2 separate regions of the Siniperca chuatsi genome follow, and region 1 is linked to region 2. A link is a contact called in public Hi-C data. All regions are on one chromosome and are shown on one strand. The core of a region is the stretch at or near the end of the contact, and the rest is flanking DNA. Distances in the headings are between cores, read along the strand shown.

The links. A called contact is a pair of places that touch in the nucleus more often than the background predicts.
Region 1: a contact with region 2 is called in a Hi-C map of liver, with 1.9 times the contacts expected there. The contact joins the promoter of nbeal1 here to the enhancer-like site in region 2. A contact is called at or near these places in 2 of 3 Hi-C or Micro-C datasets (liver and skeletal muscle).

The regions. Positions count from the first base shown.
Region 1 is chrLG24:13,555,966-13,561,643 of ASM2008510v1, reverse strand. nbeal1 (neurobeachin-like protein 1) reads left to right here and starts at 2,530. Exons shown (of 54, transcript XM_044188169.1): 1 at 2,530-2,677; 2 at 3,211-3,581. The coding sequence starts at 3,531.
Region 2 is chrLG24:13,504,945-13,510,682 of ASM2008510v1, reverse strand. It overlaps nbeal1 (neurobeachin-like protein 1), which reads left to right. Exons shown (of 54, transcript XM_044188169.1): 51 at 576-737; 52 at 1,200-1,348; 53 at 1,507-1,642; 54 at 2,760-5,472. The coding sequence ends at 2,849. It overlaps LOC122872238, which reads right to left. Exons shown (of 9, transcript XM_044188185.1): 9 at 5,593-5,738. Among protein-coding and RNA genes, the nearest start is that of LOC122872238, 8.2 kb to the right of the region's middle. Within about 2 kb of position 2,087, the one cell type or tissue checked has an H3K27ac peak away from gene starts, as active enhancers do. A contact at or near this core is called in liver, where this site is marked.

The DNA of each region.
Region 1 (5,678 bases), core at 1,281-3,780, 51 kb before region 2:
CTATAAGTGCAGCTAAATGATGATATGAATGACGATAAACTGATAAGTGTGCTAATTAGACACAACAGTTATAAGGTTAGAGCCAATTAAACTTGTAGCTCAATTTGTGTCTTGCGCTGAAACGCATAACACATAATGACACGCATCTGATGGTGCGTTTTAAGGAATATCTGAAAATTTAGTTCACACAGGAGATACACTTTGACTATAAGAGTTCAACAGCTCCGGATACATTTTAAGTCAAGTTTTAATCATCAAAACAAGTCAACTCGGCTGTCCGTCCTGACGTTTCCTTTTAATAGTTCTCCTAATAGTTCCATCGTCTCCATGGTTACAAGGAAAATGTATTTTGGCATTTTATGAATACTGGCCCAGTCGCCATCTTTTTTTTAATTTATTTTTTTTACATAACTTTTACTAATAACATTACAAACTCGGTAGAATTGATGCCTTCAAACCAATCAGCAGATGTTTCTCATGATTGGTGCTCTGTTGCAACTGCAGAGTGAGAGAGTGGAAAGGTCTTTTAGTTACAGGATCTTTGTCATTCCTCATCTCTCTCTCCTCTCATTTCCTGGGATGTCTACTGCCATTTCACTAATAAAGGCCTAACATTTTCAAAAATACCTAAAAAAAAAAAGTGTTTATGCAATAGCCTATTTAGCCTGGTGCAGAACAGAAAAAGTAAGGATTTTTTGCTTTTGCCCACATTTCGTTTAGAATAGGCTACTACAGTAATTGTATTACTATATATTCATCTGATATGTCTTTATTTTTGATATCTGAAACCACGTTTTTCCTTTGAAAGAAAACATTTCGTCGCAGAAACACACTCACACTACTCTAGTGATAAATAGCAGTTCTCTACTGCTCCACTAGATGGCAATACAACATCAAAACAAACCGATGGAGCTCTGCAACCAAGCCCAGCCCTTAGCAACCACGTAGCTCCACATCGGCAACGTAAAGTTGATTGACTGTCGCAATTTTTCAAAAAACAAACCGAGTATTATTATTAATATTACACGTGTTAATGTTTTTTTTTCCTCATAAGAAGTTAAATACGCTATAAAGAAACACGTATACTGTATTGACACTGCAGTTTAAGCCAGAATATGTTACCTTGGTTGGTAGTAATTTTGTGCCAGTAGCTGTGTGTGTGTCCGGTTCGCCTACCAAATTAAAGGTTCGTCTTATACTGTGTGCATAACCCATACAGAATACAGTTGATGACATGCAACTGGTTAAGTATTTCACATAGCCTAAGTATTACCATCTGAGTATGGTTTATTAAAACCATAATAGTAATCTTGCATTCTTTTGTTTTTGCTTTTGATTAATGAGCATATTCTTTTACAGCAAAACCAACTTCACAAAAAGTGATTTACTTTATATAGGCTACCATTATCAACCTTAAGGCCAGAGTATTTTGCCATTTTCTTGCCACACCCTTCTGTGACTAATGATGACATCTAGCCTGTTGCAAGAAATCTTGGTGTCCTGTTTGATAACAATTTATGTTTTGAGCAACATATCACTAAGCTTGTCCAATCATGTTTTTATCACCTCAGAAACATTGCGAAAATCCAATCTATTTTAAATCTTAGTGATGCAGAAACTGTTGTACATGCTTTTACCTCCTCACGCCTCGATTATTGTAACAGCCTGTTCACTTGTCTTAATCAAAAAACTTTGACACAACTGCAAACTGTACAAAACTCAGCTGCTAGGCTGTTAACCAGGACCAAGAGGTACGATCACATCACACCTGTTTTAGCCTCTTTACATTGGCTCCCTGTTTGTTTTAGGATTGATTTTAAGATCTTGTTGATTACTTTTAAGGCTCTTCATGGCCTGGTTCCAGACTATATTTTAGACCTTGTAATCCCTTATGAACCTTCACGTAGTTTGAGATCTTCGGGCAGGGGTCTTCTGTCTGTTCCTGAGTCCAGGATGAAATCTAAAGGGGACAGAGCTTTTACCATCAGGGCCCCGAGGCTCTGGAACAACCTGCCCGAAGAAATTAGGTTGTCTGAGTCAGTGTCTTTGTTTAAGTCTCTTCTCAAAACACATTTTTATCTGAAAGCATATCCTGATTTTACTTGAACTGGCTGTTTATTTTATTGTTTATTTTATTGCTTTTGTGTATTTTGTGTATTTTATGTATTTTATTTCTTTATATTTCGTCATTCACTGTGATATTTTATTTCTCTTGTTGTGAAGCACATTGTACTTTGTTTTGATGAAGTGCTCTATAAATAAAGTTTTATTATTATTATTATTATTATTATTATTATTATCTACCATTACATATACTGCAGGCCTGTAGAAGAATTTACTTGTCTTTGATTCAAGTTGGAAGAAAAATGCCAGGCATTTAATGATAGAAAATATATCTTCTGAAAATATTCTCAAGCACAGTATAACACTTTGTAATCAAACTAACTTAAAAGAAAGAGTAGAAAAAAACAAACACAAATTTCTGTCATAACTACATTTGTGCAGTTATTTTTTCTGTTGTTCTTTCAGGGTGAGCTCTCTTATTTTGAAAACCAACCCAAACGTTCTTCGACAGGAAGTTGCTGTTGGTTGTGTACGCTGTATTGTTGTCGGCAACTTGACACATTTACAACAACTCGAGACGGCGTCAGTGACAGTTGGTCCTTTCGTTACACAGGTGAGTGGTCTTCAATTTCTCGACGGTTTCGATACATTTTATCAGGTGCTCATATGTTTATTCTTTTTTTATATGAGACTTCTGTAGCCGGACAGACTTGGGAGGACGAGAGGCGTTTCTGTGACATGAGGAGGAGGAGAAAGGGAGGCAAAAAAAAAAAAAAAAAAATAGAAATAGGCTTTTTTGACAGCTAGCTTTTAGCTAGCTTGTTCAGGTAAGGTCGACTGATACAGTAATGTTTGCCGAGGATAACGGAAGGCGTTGTATAGCTGTCCAGGACGAGCAAGTCTGCTTGTAGCTATTTGTAGAGCATTAACATTATTAATGGTGTGTGTTTTGCCTGGTAGTTTAAACCACCTTCGCCTCAGTCTGTCTGCGCTTGGAGCCAGCAGGACAGCTCAAAGTGCACAGGGAGTAACGTTACTGGAGGTATTTTGTTGCTGCTAGCAGTGAAATAGTTTCGCCATTCGTTAGGCCGTGACAAAACATCCGCCTCCGTGATATGTAATTGTCTGTGTTGTTATCATTGATAGCGCAAACACTGCTGGGAATTATCTTCTGGTTCTTCGAGAAGAGCTGAAGAAGTGGAAGCACAGGCCCAGTTGCACCAAGTCCTCTCTGGGACTGCACAGCTCTCCTCTGCCATGGAATAATTTTTGGAAAGTTTCTGCCACAACACGTCTACCATCGTCGCATCTTTGAAGGAGTGTTACGTCTTGCCAGAATTGGACAGTCATGATGTTGAGCATTGAAGGCCAGCAGCAGAGGTTTAGCTCTTGACTGAAAACCATGAAGCAGCCAGGGAAGTGACCTCGGTGCACAGTACAGGCTGAGGGTGCCACTCACTGGCACCATGGCATCCAAGGAGAGACTGTACGAGGTCTGGATGCTCTACTGCACTAAGGTAAGGTGTATTCCTGTGCACGCAACACTCTCCACTGTGGCTGTTTTGTCTCCTGTTGAACAGCCAGGGAGATGTCATTTGGTGAAGTAATGGACAGTATGATGGCATTTCCTCCCTTGCAAAGAGGTTATTCTTTCTTGGCATATCGGTAGTGGCAGGCTATGGCCAGTAGTAAGTAAAGTCAATTTGGGATTTCAAATCATGTGCTGACAGACATTTTTAAACCAAAGTCACTGATTGTCATTGTTTTGTGGCAATGTTTAGCATCTTTTTATACCATGTATTACACTTTTCAGGATGCAAAAGCCTCTGAAACAGCATATAAAACATTATAGGACTCGAAAACCACTCCAGACTAATGAAATTTCTTGCAGATCCTGAAGGATGTATTGGTAGGGGACACATTAGGTGTATAAATGAATAATTAATTCACAGAGAACCAATGTAACTTAGTGTGGTCGGACAGGAACGTCCATCATATTGGTGCTGAATAAATAATATCTGATATTTATCAGAAAGTCAACACCATCCCCATTAATTCTAAACACACATCCAATAGTTGAAGACTAAACATATATACAACACTAGTAGGGATGCTATGTGGTCATGTCAGGTAGGATGGGGCACTGCTGCAGTGAACAGTGCAGCGCATATAGGATACTGCTTTGTTTTTACAGTCGAGATGAATGAATGACACTAGTAGAGACAGCATCCCTTGAGTCAGCTGCTGGCTAGATTTAATTCACTTGGCGATAAAGCATGAGCACGTCCTGGCGTCCAATCAAAACAGCCTGCCTGAGCCGCTCCTCACGTGAGCCCAGCTGCACTCACACACTTATTTCCCACAGTAATCCCTCCCAATAACATACACACAGTACGCAACCCTCTCTGAAGTATTTACCCTATAAAAGCAAAGCTGTTTTCTGCAAGTTTAGGATATCTCATTGAATAGTCCTCACCCTGAGAAGTAAAGTATGGAAGCTTGAATGCTGACACAAATAGAACATCTAATACCAGTTGTGTGGGTGTTTGTGGTGCATAACAGAAGTATTCAGACACACTGCTGCCCGCACACACTTGTCACAGTCACTTGTGAAAATGTCAGCAATTGCTGCAAGCATACACATTGCATTTGTTCAAGCAGGAGTGTGTATTTGCATTGATTAAGCATTACACTGCGAGGAAGGATCATTTCATTTCATCTTGGCTACGAGCCAGGTTCCACCAGGCCAATATTTCTCTTTGCGTGAGGCAAAAGAGACGCTGAGAGAGAAGCATTCAAATATATATGATATATGTGCAGCAACCTGTCTCTCTCTCCCCGAGCAGCTGTAATGTTAGGTATGGCTAGCGGGGTGTCTGTGCACTATATATGTGCATGTATGTGAGGGTTGCCAGGATATGTTGGCTGTAAGGAGAACCTGCAGTCAAGTGGCCTAAATCAGATGAAGAATGTTGGTGTGAAAGCCCCGAGACCCCCTGTGTCCCACCAAAGGGTTAATTGTTTCACAGCCAACCTTAGTCCAACCTCCCCCTCCCAGCCTCTTGTTGTCTCAACCAAGCACGAGTTTCTTATGTTACTGTGTGCGCAAGGAAATACTCTAGTTTGGGTTAGGTACAGTATGTTTGATAGATAGTGTGTTCTTATTGTAGAATCAGTCACTGCTATATTGGTGGTCTAGTTGCATTTTTAACTGTAGTTTCAGCTGAATAAGCATTGCCTCAACCTTTTTAAGTGATCATTTTCTTGGTTATATGTAGCATTAATGTGTTTAGTAATTATTGTCCAGGGTTTCATATACTCAATTTAAATTGATAATCAGATATTGGTATCTTAAGTCCACTTTGAAGCCACTTTGAAGACTATTTAAGCATCAAAACAGAATAGAGTACAACCAATAGCTTTTTAAACTAGATTATATAATTCAGTTAGATGACTTGGAAGGGGGTTGTTTTGTTCTTGTTCTCATCATAGGTCCCTCATGCCATCTGTCTGTTAAATGATTGACAAAACAGCGACTGCCTTTAGTGTCAGAGGTTAACACTTGCACTGTTCTCTGAAGAGGAGTCAGTCAGAGGTGTATTGTTGACAGTAGA
Region 2 (5,738 bases), core at 838-3,337:
CTGTAAGGTTTTAAACGTTGCTGTAATGTTTGGTGTTCATTTGATTACTTTTAATTTGAAATGACAGTGATCTTGCAATTGAAGCACTGCCAACAATATACACCACCAATATCAGTTTGTGATTTTACAGAAAAATTAAATGAATGTTGAGACTTTTCAGCCAACTTTTACAGCTGACTGAAACTTTCTTTTTATTAAATTTATGCTTTACATCCAAGTTTGACGTTATTTGATTAGAAACTTGGAGGCCAAATCACCAAACTGGGAAAAGAACAAATTTTTCAAGAAAATTATTTATTGATTTGTCTTTGTTAGTAATGGAATTAATTTAAACACTGGCAATGCTGTATTTGTGTAATGTCATGTGGCTAAAATTGAATATTGTTTGGTCCAAAATCTCTCAACATAAAAAGTAGAGAACTGGTGGTTTGGTAAATGGAGTGCTGTCACAAGGGAAATTTAACTGTTATAACTTATATGTATTAGTTTGACTTTTTTTAATTACCACCATGACAATGTAGATGAATGAAATGGTGTGTGTTATTTAATGTGTGCTTCCACTCTATGTGCCCCAGGATGGGACAGTGATCATCCACACGGTGCGTCGGGGTCAGTACATGCGTTGCTTGCGGCCGCCGTGCGACAGCTCCCTGCCGCTCACTATCCTCCACCTGGCCGTGTCCTGGGAGGGTCACCTGCTTGTCCACACCTGCCTCGAGGGCAAAGCAACACTCAAGGTGCATGCACAGTTTTTTCACACACACACACACACACACACACACACACTGAAAAGAGGAGAATCTGGTAAAATGTAGGCTGAATCTCACTTTTGGACTGTATGGGGAAATCAGTGGATCACAGTTGTGTGAAAGGCAAAATTCCAAGATACACGACAAACATTTGTTTTGTGGACTATTTCGTTACTATTGTGTTTTTCTGAAAGTATCACCAACCAGTACTGACAATTTTAGAATATTTTTATCGTTCCACCTGTTCGAATTCTCCAGTATTAATTTCCCCACATTAAACCTGACCACTGATCGGCTAAGTTCTGCAGACAATGGTGCCAGTTTTCAACGTAAACTCTGAGCAAAAAGTCACTGAAAATGTAGGAAATTATTGAACAGAAAAATATAAAGCAGGTTAAGTTGATATACAAAAATATTATTCACAGGTTGTTGTTTTTTCTCTCTTCCCAGGATAAAAATGCTTTACATCTTTACTCTGTAAATGGGAAGCACCTCTGCAGTGAGCCTCTGAAGGAGCAGGTGACTGATATGTGTGTTTCAGGGGAGTACGTAGTCATCGGCAGCGAGCAGGGATACCTGTCCATCCGTGACCTCTACAGGTAAACTGTAAAACACTGAAAAATGTCAATTTTCATAATGTTATTGCTAACAGAGATTTTGAACCTTGTCCCGCCTTTTTTTAATAAAATGCCAACTGAGTCTAACAGTAGTCTGCCGACATGTGGACATTATATATATAATTGTTTCTCCTGTGCAGTCTGTCTCTGTGTACGGAGCCCATGGCCATGAGGGTGCCGGTGCGGAGCGTCTCGGTCACCAAGGAGCAGAGCCACGTCCTGGTGGGCCTGGAGGACGGCAAGCTGATCATCGTGGGCGTGGGCAAACCGGCAGAGGTAAAGAACTCGCTGAGGAACTACATCGCTCAGAGCCTGGAGGGATCGCCGCTCATGGCCTCCCCCCTGCTGGCCCCTCTTCGAGCTCGCTCGCCAACCCGCCTGCTGCACCAGCGAGACCAGCTGGTGTTCAGCCCCAGTTCCAGCTCCCAGAAACCCAAGCAGCTCTAGTCCCTTCCTCCCCTTCCGTTGCTGTAGATCTGACACACACACATTCATACACACAAATGAATATGCTGCACATATCACCTGTGTTGCAATGCTTGGGCTCAATGTCCTCAAAGACCTTTTAACCCACAGTCACCTCTCCTTCTCAGGGATGATTGTCGCCCACATTCAGTCATTTGGCTTCATTCCTCCGCAACTAAACCAACACAAACACACACACAAACACACATGCTTACATCTGAGCCACACAGATTCAACACATTCCTTCAGCACACAGCTGAGCAGACGCTGTGGCCACTAGAACCACAACTGTGATATGAAAACAACTTGTTGTGCTTACCTCATTCTGTTTTGTTTTTTGTTTCAAAATATTTGGCATCTGTGCAATGTTTGACTTGATTTGGCCGTTGACCTGGGATAAACTCCATACCCTGCTGTTTACCTGAAGTGTCATTATGTCACGTGTTTGAGTGTACTCTACGACTATAACAAATATGCTGTGAATCAAACTTAATACTAATTAACGCTTCTGCAAACTCAAGCCATATTAACAATGTAGCTACAATCTAATAATGCAAACTAATAATCTTGCGCCAAGATAGACTTTAATGTTTTGATAATGTAAGTGGTATAGTAGTGTAGATATCGGAGGTTGATACAGGTAGTCCCCATCTGAATAGTTTGATGTGAATCATAGCACCTTTCTGCTTTTCATCTTTTCTGTTCAAATTGACTCACCAAAGTAAATCAAGCTTTGATTTTTTTCTTTAATGACTCACAAGCTTCACAAGTCAATCAAGCTCCAATGAACAAATCAATCACTCATGAATCATATCCCTCCTCCTTTTTTCCCCCATTTCCTTTGACTTCACGCTTTTCTTTCCCCACTCTCCCCCACTCTCCTCCGTCCCACTTCCTCCTCCTCCTCCTCTTCCTCCACTCTTCTCAGATGCGTTCGGGCCAGATCACGCGGAAGCTGTGGGGCTCCAGCAAGAGACTGACCCAGATTTCCTCGGGGGAGACGGTGTACAACACCTAGCACGACCACAACTGACCCATCCCGGTCCCAGAGCCCTGAACCCTCCCCTCCACGCACTTCCCGCATTCCTGTCATCCAGTTCGCCTCCATACCTGTCAATCACCAAACAGGTCTGAGGGACTCATTTCAGTTCCTCCATCACCTTTCCACAGTTTAATGGGTAGTGGGCAGCTGCTTTTGGGGTGCTAAAAGCATTGAGCATCACAAAGTCTGCATATCCATGTGTCTGTTACTGTGTATTCCTGCTTCGGATTGACCGTATGGCGCTGGCGCTGTGGTTCAAATCCAGAAGTAGCGCCAGCCTCAGTACCACCACACCACCACTGACGACCCCTCCCAAACCACACGCCTTCTCTCTTCTCAGCTAGTCATCATCATTTTTACATGATACTACATGGTCAGCCATGTTTCTCCAGCAGGAGCCTGTTCACAGAGGCACTGTGTATTCTCCGACCTGCTCGACTTAAATATGACAGGATCGGTAAGCTAACTGCTCCTCGTGTGTGTGTGTGTGTGTGTGTGTGCATGTGCAGTGTATTGCCATTCTCTATTTCAAAATATAGTTCAGTTAAGTGGCCTTTTGCCCCCTTAGTTTGCCTTGGATGCAGACAGGCGGGCCTGTGTTCTGAAGGCCAAGACTTTTCATTGGTTGCCTCAAAGCTGCCACACAGCAGCCTTATGCAGTAAGACCTGTCTATCACTCACAAGACCAAACGCTCTGCCTTTCCTATGCGTTTTTATGCGTGTGTGTGTCTGATTTGATTTGTTTTTTATTGTAGATTCTTTGTTGTTTTTACTTTGGGTTTTTCTGTTGTTTTCTTTATGCATGTGCCCAGCAACTTGGCATCTGTTCGTATGCATGGAATTTTGGGTCCATTTTTGAGATTAGGTAGCAGACAGTGATGGGGAAGTCTTTTATCTTTTTATTTTTTTTACGCTTGGATATAGCTGACTTGTTTTGTTTTAGAAACATCTTACACACAACAGCAGATAGCATCTTAAGCGTCTGTCTTTAATGTTGGCATATCATTTAAGATATAATTTAACAAAAAACAAATTCTCACTACAGACAAAACACTACATTCTCAAACACAAGATGCTTCCGTGTGAAGATTTATCACAGCAGTACAGAGAAAAACACTTAGCTCTCCGTGCTTCATTGAATGTTTTTAAGTTACTTGAATCCATGTTAATTTATAAGTAAAAGTAGCAGTTTTTTAAATCACACTTTGTCTTTTGAATACAGCCACCAGTATGGCATATTTTCAACTCTTCTGACTGTTCAGACACCTGTAAAAGAAGGAGAAAGAAGAAATCCTCAAGGGCTTTATGAGATGTCAGTGTTAACAGCAATACAGCTCCTTCATTGGGTGGCTGTCGATGCTTTCTTCCTGTTTTTCTGTCCCGTATTGGTTGCTCAGCCAGCCCTCCAGTCTTCCTATAGCTTAACTAGGACAGTAAATGTACCCTAACTCCCCCCCCCCCAACTGCCTTCAGCTCTCATCATTGCCTCAAACTATCATCCTTTATTATTTTTACATCTCATTCTCCTTCCTGCTCATTGTGAAGTGACTGATTTCAGAGGAGTTTTTCTTCTATGGAGCATCAAGAAGGTTTGCATGCCTTGTTTAGGTCGCTTGGAAGTCGTGTTGTTCGTGTGTATGAATGTGATTTCTGTAACATTGGAATCACAAAAAAGCCACAGTATGAAGCTCCTGTGGATGAGACTATGTGATTTATATTTTTGCACCATACCTGTGTGTGTGTGTGTGTGTGTGTGTGTGTGTGTGTGTGTGTGTGTGTGTGTGTGTGTGTTTGTGTGTGAGGACATGCTAATGATGCATGTTTATTTTTTATAGCCAAATTCTTGATTTGATCGTACATGTTGATGTGGTGTCTCTGATTCTGTGAACCGTGGCAGCCCCTTGATTATTTTGGCTCAGTCATGGGTTCGGCATTGGACACAGGGTTGCTCTAGTGGTTCTTTCTTTTCTTTTTTTCAAAAAAGTGATTTTGTATTTAGTTTTTATTTAAATGTCACAGCAAGGTGGAGTGCAAAGACCAATCTGTGTCTTTCTTTAAGAGATTTATGTGAAAGGTGCATAAAATGTTTTTCAGTGCAGTTTTTTTTCTTTTTCATTCATCCACATTTGTCATTTAGACAAAATACCACTGTTGGAGTTGTTCCACGACTGTAACAAACGGAGTGCCTTTATCCCAGTGTGGTGTTAACATAGAGCTAGCTTTCTCTCATTACTGAAGCTTATCGTCCCCGACCTTAACGTAAATCAAATGAAAGGAGCATTCCAGAAGTTAGACCTCCACAGTTTCAACGGGAACCAAGAATATATAGGACTTTAAAGCAAAATCAAAAAGTACTATTTTGTGTCTTAGCAACATTCTCTGTGACTGTCACCAAATGGATGTGTGTATATCTGTGATTATTTATGAATACAGTATATAATGTACAGCATGATTTTTATTTCAGCGTATTTGAAATGTACTTTTGCACTTTCCAGGTACTAAATTGTAACAAATTGTTTTAACTTGGCTCCCTAATCTGTACAAACTGCTTTGTATACACAAGTGGAAAATGATCATTAAAGTCTTGTCTAAATTTAAATGGGTCATATGAATTGTGATTTTTCTTTACTGTAAATGCCTAAAAGAAGGAAGAGTGACTGCCTCTAATTTTTCCTCATGTTAGTTTTGTGCACAGATATAAAACAGACACACACAGATGTAATATGCCAAGTTTTATTCAAGTACAGACAGATGCACAATATGATAGCCCACACTAATGGAAACAACATTGTCTGTGGGGAAGATTGTTAAGGATATTCAAGAGGAAACAAATCAAGAGGGCCACACTGTGTTTCTTTGTGGTTT